Regions from separate parts of the Mus musculus genome. Here region 1 is linked to region 2. Evidence: chromatin contacts called from public promoter capture Hi-C data. All regions are on one chromosome and are shown on one strand. The core of a region is the stretch at or near the end of the contact, and the rest is flanking DNA. Distances in the headings are between cores, read along the strand shown. Region 1 holds the start of S1pr3 (sphingosine-1-phosphate receptor 3). Region 2 holds the start of Nutm2 (NUT family member 2).

The links. Promoter capture Hi-C pulls out the DNA fragments that hold promoters and counts their contacts.
Region 1: a promoter capture Hi-C map of stem cell-derived epiblast-like cells shows a contact between it and region 2, with 3 times the contacts expected there. The contact joins the promoter of S1pr3 here to the promoter of Nutm2 in region 2. A contact is called at or near these places in 5 of 39 promoter capture datasets (embryonic stem cells, liver and stem cell-derived epiblast-like cells).

What each region holds. Positions count from the first base shown.
Region 1 is chr13:51,404,712-51,409,941 of GRCm38.p6, reverse strand. S1pr3 (sphingosine-1-phosphate receptor 3) reads right to left here and starts at 1,324. Exons shown (of 2, transcript NM_010101.4): 1 at 997-1,324. All of the region lies in intron 1 of Gm32834 (a long non-coding RNA gene), which reads left to right.
Region 2 is chr13:50,465,122-50,470,804 of GRCm38.p6, reverse strand. It overlaps Nutm2 (NUT family member 2), which reads right to left and starts at 3,498. Exons shown (of 7, transcript NM_001033400.2): 1 at 3,347-3,498; 2 at 785-1,478. The coding sequence starts at 3,404. It overlaps Gm40946 (a long non-coding RNA gene), which reads left to right and starts at 5,583. Exons shown (of 3, transcript XR_873387.3): 1 at 5,583-5,683.

The DNA of each region.
Region 1 (5,230 bases), core at 75-2,574, 940 kb before region 2:
CACCACCACCACCACCACCACCACCACCACCTCAACCAAACAGCCCTGACCACAGCCACAACTTGCCAGGCCTTTACCTGAGGTATGCAACCCCTTGCTCCACTTTCTAGGAATTATATTCTCTTGGCCCTCCCTGTCTGCTTGGTTTTCGTCTATAAAGGATGGAACTTTGAATAGATACATTTTTGTAGGTGGTGATATGCAATACCAGAGACTTCTGGCTGCAGACCTTAGAATGAGTGACTCTGGAGGCTTTGGAGGAGGGGGTGTCAAGAAGAAGAGGTGTTTGTTTAAAGCAAAGGATTCCCTTTAAACAGCTGACGAGAAACCCCCTTTTACATCAAATCTAAGGAACATGGTGTCAGGATTGTTAAAGGCTGGAGAGACAGGGACGCAGAGACCATGTACAGGCACATGGTTAATGGTCACCCTTCCCTTTCTTCTATTTCAGTTAAGAACATATGACACACCAATCTTCTCTCTCATTATCACTTTGCTGGCACCTTGTCTTCTAGCTCCAGGCCTGACACTCCTAATTGCCTAGTTTGAGAAGTGCTAAGAAAACTGGAATTTTGTCACTAATAAAACTTAAAAGAATCATTTGCTTTCTCCCAGAGGGAAAACCCACAGCCGTTCCCAGTGCCCAGGTTTTCTTCTCCTAAGATTGTCTAACTTCTTAATTAGCCAAGTAAAGCAAGAATCTTTCCCTTGGACAGCCTGCTCACTCTGCTCCGAGTTTACAAACACATTTAGAAAGCCCTGGTTGTTATTTAAAGGAACCCTATACCTCTCCACCAGCTCCAACAGGCGGTTATGTCCTGTTCTCCGGGATATGAACAGGAGGGGGTGGCCGAAGCGAGGCACTCGCGAGCCCAAGTCACTCTGGTGCCCCGACTTGGTTGAAATTTTATCCAAAAAGGGGGTTCGGGTGAACCCCCAGGCGCTCAACCCGCGACTCTGGTCTGTGCAACCCCGGGATCCGGTCCCGCCGCTCACCTCGTTCTGCAAGGCGCATCTGGGCTGGTTGCATGCTGCCGTGTCTCAGCTAAGACTCCCGTCTAGGGGCTCCTCCGGAGGTCGCTCGTGGCCTCAGGTTTCTCTCCCGCTAGGCTTGTCCAGCCACCTTGCTCAGCACCCGGACCTTGTCGCCTGCCCCTGAACTTGTTCTCCCAGACTCTGCCCCAGAGAATCCGAAGGCAAACTTTTGCCACTGCCCTCCGGGGCGGGGCCCAAACTCACCCCGCCTCCTGCCGCCCCTAACCCAAGCTTCAGAGCTTCGCGGGCTGGTCCCCAGATACGCCCTGGTTCCCAGCCACGTCCCCGCCTCGGGCTACGTCCCCGCCCAGTCTCTGGATTACTTCTCTGCATCCGCGCTGTCTGGACTCTGGGACTCGGGCTGGGGCTCTTCAACCCTCTGTATCCCTCTGCCCCTATTCCTCTGCCGATCATCTACCCCCACCCCCAAACCTATACTCTGACTCCAAGGTTCTGCGTCTATCCTGCTAATTTTAAGTGCTCCAGAACCCAGCAGCTGCAGATACCTAACCGGGTGCAGAACTGGGCTTGGGTAGATATCTACCTAAGTGTCCAGAAGGATTTGAGCGGATTCTTATTAATACTGTTACTCACCTTGAGGTGACCAGTGTTAACTATACTATCTTTAACCTGAAATCAACCGACTACCAGCTTGAGCTGGTAAGCTAAGCCCCCTGCCCCTTTGGACTCCTGCCCCTGCCCCCATCCCTTTCGGAGCTGAAGGCAGGGACCCCAGCCTCTTGTGCATTTCAGGTCCTGACTCCTGTGTCTTGTCTACCTTAGTTAACTGTACCCAGTCTACTCCTGCGCTCTGGGCAAGCCTCACCGGCCATGTGGGGAGAAATGAGAATCTTTGGGGGGAACCGCAGGCACAATTGTCAGTTACAAAGGAAATGCAAAAGATCTCCAGACCAGCTTGGGGAAGGAGAGGGGAGAGGAAGCAGACCGCAGCTAAATTCCCGAGCAGGCAGGGTTCCAGGTCCCTGCTACCTTTTCTCTGGGGCTTTCTTGCCTACAGAAGATGAATTTACCGCTTTCTTGGGATTCATCTGGCATGTAAAGGCAGCTCTTGGCCGGTCTTGGCCTTCTCTGTTGTCTGGTGAGACGCACAAGCCCTCCGGGTCACAGGAGCCAGGCTGCAGAGCTCCAGCTGCCTTGGCTGCTCAGTAGCAGCGCGATTCTCCTGAGCTCTGGTCCTACTGCCTAGCCTCCCAAATTTGCCTAGTGTCTTGGACACAGCTGGGGAAAGCTAGTTCTCTCCCCAAGTGCAGTGAGAATGGGCGTGTCTCTGTATACTTGACTCCTACAGCATCCAGTTAAAGAAAGCAGAGGTGGCCACAGTTGAAGATGCTTCTGTAGCTGTTTCTGCAGCCACTTCCTGAGGCCAGGGTAACAACAGTTTCTTGGTCGCTATGTCTAACCCCACAAAAAGGCCTGGTGCTCTAGCTGTTTCTCACTGTGTCACCATCACTGCCCCGGCTGCTGGAGGTGTGTTTTATACAGCATCTGTCTCTCCATTCCCCGGGTAAATGGTCCTCTGGATAGAAGAGGGTGACCCTGAGTCTCTCTATGACAGCTCCTCCAGCCTCAGACACCAGACTCCCACAGCCTGAGAGGTACCAGGGCTCTTACTGCTAATGACAGTCTTTCCTAAGAGTGATTCCACCCACAGCATCCCTGTGGTATCCCTGAAACCTGTCTTTCAATGAGGTTTCTTTTCCCTCCAAGTTTCCTAACCAGAAGCAGCCATCTTCCCAGTCCAGGCCTCCTTCTCCCTGTCTTGTTCCTTGTTGTGATGTCTGTTCTGATGGAGGCTCTAGCTCTCACTGCTGTGATGGAGGCCCCTCCCCTGTCTGCTGTGATGGAGACCTTTCTTCTGTGGACCATGCTAGTGACCTTACCCCTCCTGCTGTTCTGTATCTGGGCTTTAAAGCTCAGATACTCAGCTCTCAGTGGGTCTCTAGGTCCATAGAGCCCGCTACAGGCAGATTTCTCCAAATGCATCTTCCCTTGGGTGTTGCTGGCTGATGAGAGAAAAACCAACTCATAACCTCAGCAGGAACAGCAGAACGAGGGGATCCATGTTCTGCAACCATCCCCAGAAAGGACAGAATCAGACAGGTGTGTCAGAAAGTAAAAGTGTGTGAGCTAGCGAGCTGACCAATCACACAGTTCCGGCTAGAAACTAAGAAGCGGTTGGTTTTCCGTGGAGAGGTCAGCAGGTGCCTGATTATGCTTCCTCCCCTGGCCTGAGCCTTGGGGGACTTACATACTTCCTGAACACCATTCTCAGCATGCTTGTGAGAATGTTTGGGTGAGATAAACATCTGTCTGCTGCAGTATATGGCTGGCCAGCGTGCGGAGGCTTTGTCCGATCCCTGTGGGCATGAATAGACAGTTCAGAAGACCGAGGGCCAATCCCGGTAGTTAGAGAGTCCTCCCTGCTGGTTGTCTTTGGCTTACCCACAGCAGTGCATATGGCTTTAGACTTGACTGGGGCATTAACTCCGTAGGGTTTGGTTTATTGCCCCCCCCCACGTGTGAGTCATTCCCTCCCGGAGAGTGTGTTTGTGCTACATGCATGTTCATACATGTTTATGTCCTATTGGGTTGTATTTCTGAAGCACTCTGACATTTGGTATCATGGTTCCAGAGAAAAGGCTGAACTTATTGTAGATAGGCAGCATGGGAGAAAGGAACTCGCTTGAGACAATACTGGGGGCTTGGGTCTTGTGGTCACTCTGCAACTTGACAGACAACCTCAAGCCACTTCCTCTCTGCCGGTACGCACCACTCAGATCTGGGGAGAGATGGCCTTGTATTCGAAGCTGGCCCTGGGCTTGTGGAATGGAGCATGGCCCTGTGTGCCACACGACCCTATTGGGGAGCACGGTGATCCTTTGACTCACTGCCACAGCCTTCACAGGGGAGTTCATTCCGTGACAGCCATCGGCCAACGCCAAGTGACTAAAGTGCCTTGTCCTCATCACCACACTCCTACTCTGTCCTGTAGTCATCCTTGAGGTCAGCCAGGAGTTCCAGGAACTGTTCTTCTCACAGTTTGTGTTTTAGAAAGACGTTGACAGTATTCAGAGACACTCATAGACACGTGTCTGTGTGGTGTGTGCTATGAGAACTCGTGAGATGTGGATTGTGTGCAGCGTTATCTGTAATGAGAAGAGTGTGTGTGTGTGTGTGTGTGTGTGTGTGTGTGTGTGTGCGTGCGCGCGTGCGCAGGTGCTCCCTCTTGTGATATGAGTGTGGTGATTAGTGTGGTATGTGATGTGTGCATCTCAGGAGTGGGTGTGTGTGCATGTGTGAGTGTGCATTTGCACAGTGTGCTTGTATGGTGTTGTATGTGTATGTTTGTGATGTGTGCGGTGTGTAACGTACACGTTTGCATGGTGTTATCTGTAGTGACGTGTGAGTATGTGTATGTAGTGTGATGTATGTGTATGCATGTGTTTATGTGTGATATGGGTATAGTGTGTGGTAAGGTGTGTGATGTGTGTTTATGTGTGTGGTGTTTGTGATACGTGTGAGAGTATGAGGCTATTGTTGGTGTGGACAGCAGCCTTCTCATTCTATTCCGTCTCTCATAATTGAGTTGTTTTAAATGCACCCATGTTAGCTTCATAGTAGAGAAACCCAAACTTGAGGTCTTTATCCTACAGTGACAGCTCGCAGCTGTGTGCCGGCGGCATGTGGGCAGAGCTGTTTGGACTTGGCCTTTGCATTGTAGAATATGATGGAACTTTCCCGTGTCTTTTACTGTGCCGTGTTCTCCCCTCCAGCACCCAGTCAGCCTGCAGCTGTGCCTCCATGGCCTTATGCTGATCTAAAGGACAAGGCAGAGCTGGGCATGTGGCCCAGTGGGTCGAGTGCTTGCCTAGTGTGCACGAGGCCCTAGGTTCCATTTCCAGCACAGTATAAACTGAATATGGCCATGCACAGTGGCAATCCCAGCACTCAAGAGACAGAGAAAAGAGAAAGGGAAGCCATGGTCAGAGCATTGGCCTGCGACGGGGACCTGAGCTGTCTTTGTCACTGTGTGTGATGCCATGCAAGGACCTCTTTAGTTACAGTCCCAGAAGTAGGACAGTTGACTCATAGGCTGGATCTATTTTTAGTTCTTTTTTTTTTCTTTCTTTCGTAGCATCTGTACTTCTTTATATTCCTACCAAAAATGTCTAAG
Region 2 (5,683 bases), core at 2,249-4,748:
TGAAGGGAGAATTAATGGGATCTAGGATCCCAACATGGAAGTATGGACGACAGAATAAAAGTAAAATTCATTAGAAATGGGACCTTGGATGATAGCCAGGCATAGGTCATGATGTGGGACTCCCAGGATAGGAAAGTGCTTTCCTGGGAAGGGGAAAGAGACTCCCAAGTTCTCTTTTCTACCAGTGAGACAGCCATGGACCCTTCAACAGAGCTGTTTCTTCTAGGCCATGCCTGGGTCTCTAATGTCCAGAACCATGAGAATATAGTGTCTGTGGTTTCAATCATCTAGTCTACCTGGTGGTATAGCTGAGCTGGCTGGCAAAATGTCCAGAAAGATCTGGAACCTAAGGTTAGCTGGGTCAATGGTGTAAATGCCTGCTGAGGATCGAAATGGAGCAAGAACCCCAGAGTTCTCCCCGGTATAGGCTCAGTGCCTTTCTGACTTAAGGAGAATTCTCTAGAACAATGAGGTGGGGGACACATGTACAGGTCTTACTGAAGTCTGGCATTTTTCCCCACCCCCAATTGTGATGTGCTGTCGGTCCTAAACACTTCACTTCACACTAGAAGATAAAGAATTAAGGAGAAGAATTATCAAATGGATTCAAAGGACTATGTCCAAACCCTAGCTCCCAGGACTTCAGGATCTCAGGTATGACATTGTTGTTCCTCAGAGTGTGGCTTTCTGAAGTGGACCCATCAACTTCAGCACTTTCCTTGTCTACTTCACCCTCATGGTGCTGGGGCCCCAGGAGGACCTTCCAGTCACAGGTGGCACTCACATGAGGAAGCAGGAGAAAGCTGCCACATCGGTGGTCTGAGGCAGGTGCCTCTGGACCAGTGTCTTGATATGTTGCCAGCGCCGGAAATTCCCATAGACACTGTCTGGTTTGGACAAGTAGTTTTCTGGGGAGTTGGTTTGGATGTTGGCGGGGCCACTTTCTCCATATGCTCCTTTTGGAGGCTGTGCAGAGTTCACTGGAGACTTGACAGGAACCAGCTGGACAACTTGCTGTGTGGTGGGAGGGTGAGGACCCAGGATCCATGTTCCTTCTTGGGGCTGGACAGTCGAAGCAATTCGGGTATTTATGAAGTTGTTTGCAGCAGGTGTTGTCATGAACCCCATACCCACACCTTGGGTCCCAGGGATATTACAAGTGAGAGGCACCTGAGTGAGAACAATGTTGGTATTGTGCACAGGTTGGACAGGCTGGCCTAGAGTTCCAAGCTGTACAATGTTCAGAGGAACAGCGGCACTCAGGGCAGTGCTTCCACCTTCTGCCACCAAAGGCATCCCAGGCAAGGCAGATAAGACTAAAGGATTCCCGGGAGAGATGCCTGCAGTCACGAGGGGTGCTGGGGGCTCCCAAAATAACTGGGGTACTGGCTGGGGGGCAGGTGGGAGAACAGGCAAGGTTGCAAATGTAGGCAGGGAGGCACCAGGGTTGATAGTCATGTTCTGTCCCAGTGAAGACGCTGTGAAGATAAAGGAGAAAGTGGATGGAAGATGGAAAGTGTACAGGAGGGTGGCTCTCTGATCTTGGTAGTCAGTGGAAACTGGGGGAGAGGAGACTATACAGTTTGCAAAGATCCCTGAGTAAGTTCCCTGCTGAGTTCAACTGGCTGGGCATCTTCTCAGCAGGGATCTTTCTCCCCATTCATCAAGATTCCTGGGATCACTGGGCTGTCTGAGAGGAACCCTCAGCTTTCCCCACCTCTGAGGGGCTCTTTCAGGAATTCCTGGCAGAAAACTCAACGGTGTTCTAATTCTCTTCCCACGAATGTATCCATTTGTCTCTCCCTGGACCACTGTCTGAGCGTTGGTGCTCACAGGAGGCAAGGCACCATCAAGGAGGCCCAGTTTCTGGAAGAGCCTCTGTGTAGGCTGAGGGTTTTAATTATGTTGACCTCGGCCCCTTCTGAGTTCCTTTCATGCCCCCAAAGCTCCCTCCGTTTCTAGTTCAGCACAACAATCCAAAAGCAACACCCAGTGATCCTCCAAGCCTGTGCCCCGGAATCCTGGAGGGAACCCCGTAGCACGCCATACCCATGCTGCTGCTCCCGCTCCTAATACCTCCCGCAGGAAACAGCAAAAGGATAGGCTCAGCAGACCCACACTGCCTGATGATCACTGGTCCCTACCATGGCTGGGAGCTGTTCCCACAGCACTGGTGTGCAAGACAGCCACCCAGTTGCTGGATACCCTGTCCTTGCAAGCCCTGTAGTAGCTGTGGGAGAATGTAACGGAATAGTGAATAGAGGAGTGGTCCGGAGGTTTCTGGGGATTATCATAGCTACTGGTATTGTCACAATTTGACCGTGAAATCTTGTGAACTCTCACCAATATGATTGAGGGGATACAGTCATGAGCCAGATGCCTAGTCGGGTGCAGTTATCTTAAGATGTTGCTGTTCAGCGGGAACTCACAAGGACCACATCAAAGAGAGCCAAGTCCAAAGATTCTGCACATGATGGCCAGGACACATGTTCTAGGTCTGCTTAACAGTAACAGTAGAACATGTTCCAAGACAAATGGCTCTCTCCAAACCCTCTGGCAAAGGAAACCAGCCACCTCAGAACCAACTGAAACCAATAGCACTCCGCATCCCGTTTGCTTGTCAAAGCAGCATCAGGGAAGAGAGGCTTCCTGTCACTGTTAAATGATGGGCTAAGGAAACTGCAGAGATAGTGCCAAGATAACACCTCTTAATTGGTATTTTAAAACGTAGTCTACAAATTTGGAATAAGTACCCACATCTTTCTTAGTTGACTCCCCCTAACTGTTCTGCCTCTGTAGAATCAAAGACATCAACCACCCGATAAAGGAGAAGCCTTCCCTGAGTGGGAAGGTGGAACTCTGGACTGCCAGTTGATGGAGAAATCTCTGCTTCTACAGAGAGGACCCCACTGAGCTCTTTCCTATCTAGCCATTTGTCTGAACTGTCCTCCTAAGGTCTAGGATAGCCCAGTTAAATTCCTGGGATCCATAATTTCATTAAACTAGTTCCAGCAACCAGGAGAAGTGACTCAGAGATCAGCTGTTGCCTAAGATCCTTCTCTGGACCACCACAGTGAACCACCCCATACCCCTATGAACTGTGCTCAGGAGACCTGCCTCTCATACCGGAAGATCTAGTCTAAGTCGTTTCTTCTGATGCAGTGTATCTCCTATGGCAACTTAGTTGCATTGTGGGCTCTGTTAGTCAGCCTTCACAGTGGGATGTCCTTGCAGAAGTCCAGAGCTCTCTCCACACACTCCTTAGTCCCGTCAGTCATTGCTAGTATCAAATTTAAATTGCCTTTGTCAGGGTGTCAGGCCCCATACCCTGACACTCCAGACTTACCTTCGGAAACTATTCCTATAGGCTTGGACAGTAACCATGTCTGTCTGCTCAGGTCCATGGTGAGAAAATTCGGATAAATCACACCCAAAAGTCACCAATCTATGGCAGATGCTCAAGAGAGCCAGCCACAGCTGAGAGAAAAGTTTGAAAGTAAACAGCTCCAGAATGTGGCAAGTAACATTCTAGAGTGGGGGAGGGGCAGGAAGTAAAACAGGACTGGGGGAACATTCCGAGAGGGGTTGGGGCAGGTGCATAAGAACCTTGGCGTCAGTTCAAATGATGCACCCTTCTTGGATGTGGTTGTGGATGTGGATGTGATATGTTTGCCTCTAGGTAAAGTTTAATTTCTTTTCTCATAGTCACAGAACCCTGAACTCACGTACTCCTCTTCCCTCATTCCTTCTTCAGTAGACCTTGTTCAATTCCTTTCATCCTGAGGTCTCCATCCCTTCGACAGAGGGTAGGCTCTTAATTTTTATAATCTTTACACTTACTCTGAACAAATTACAACATATATTCAGACAAATATAGAGGGTTTAAGTGATAGAGGAGTACAGTGTATTTGAAAATAAGATGTTGGGAGGCTCTTCTTGCCTTGTGTATATCATTCTTTACAGAGCAGTCTTTCTGTGTTCAACCAGTGGAGTGCTAGGATGTCTGTCCTCTGCCCATGATAGTCTCTGCTATCATCCCCTTTTGCTAGAGGCCCCAGCCCCTGAAGGCATCCACAGTATGTAGCCTACAGGACTCAAAGCTGAAATCACTTCTCTTTGGATCAATAGTACTGAGTCCTTTTATTGCAAACAGATTCCTGACAACAGAATTAAAAATCTAGTCACTATGACAAAACTAATTTGTAGGGTTTTGTGACAAACTAGCCCTCCTGAGACTCTCAGTGGGAATAGGGTTAAATGTAAGAGACAGGAAGAGGAAATACATTCTCCCACTCCAAGATGAAGAGGCTTAGCATTCCTAGGGCCCTGACTTTCCAAGTATCCAAACCCACTGCCTGTGTACATTTGACAAAGTCAGAATTCCATTTACCATTGCCCAATACTGACTCCTGTGTGCAAGCACCCACCTTACTCCTAGCTCCAATACAATACTGGATTCACCAACTGTAGGCTTCCATCTTCCTGTTTTGTTTTGTTTTTTAATATGCTGATGTCCTTCAAATCATGTTTCCTGGTTTCAGGAAAAGACTATCTCTGACCTAATAGAAATTATTTTACAATTGTTAATGTTAAGATACTAAAGCAAAAGACATTCTCAACAAATCATATTTGCATTTGCACAGACTGGAAATGCTGTCACAATGCATGTTGGACAGAGGGCCCAGGGTAAAAGACTCAAATGTTTTACAAATGCAGTGAGTTGTTCACATTTTGCACACTGGGCATCTTTGAGACTTATCTGATGCAAAGACACCAACTGCAAGTTTTTAGTAGCATGAAATATTCAATACTCTATCATAGAGAGAACATTGCATTAGATGATTTTGCTCCATTATAGGATAATGCTTGTCCTGAGCAAGTGTAAGGTGGATCATGCTAGGTGCAGTCCTTGGAGATTTGGCAAATTAAATATTTAATTTGTATTTGATTTATGATATTTTCTGATGATACAGAGTCATGACTGAAGGAGCAGGGACCCTTCTGTGTGTGGGTGTGTGTGTGTTGGGGGGTTGGTTGTAGCACCCCTTTAAACAAAGCTTGCTCATATTTTAACATTGTGTGTCATTTGATCAGTACTGAATGCTGGGAGACAGCGGTCTCATTTTGCTTATGACAAGAGGGTTGCTAGGAAATGGTCAAGTGGGGATGCAAACCAAGAATCCTGGAAGCTGCCCCAGAAGCTGCTGCATGCAAGCCTCATGTCCCCAGTAGGAGTTAATAGAGTTCCTGCTGTCCCCGAGGTTTGGGAAAGTAAGAGAGGATTAGAGGGAACCAGACTTATCAAGTCTCAATTAAAGTATTATGTCAAATTTTACAGGAAACGTTTGTGAACCGACCTTTATTGGCAGGGCTCTCCTTGTGAAGTAGGAGATCTGAACACAATGGATGTTGTAGGAGGGACCCTAGAGGCAGTCTGGGTTAAAACAGTCTCAGAGTGTCTCCTGGGTCTGAATTTCACCCCTCTCCAGAGAAGTGCTCCTTAATGAAGCTTTCAGAAAGTATGGGAGGGGACCTGCTGTTATTTAGAAGGTGCGAAAGAGACAAATGCCATCCAAAGTGAGGATGTTAGGTGCATGGGTAGAGGGTGTGTAATTCCTGGTTTTAAGGAGGATTTGCCAGCACAAGTTCAGTGAGGAGGCAGGGCAGGGGAGGGGGCGGCAGC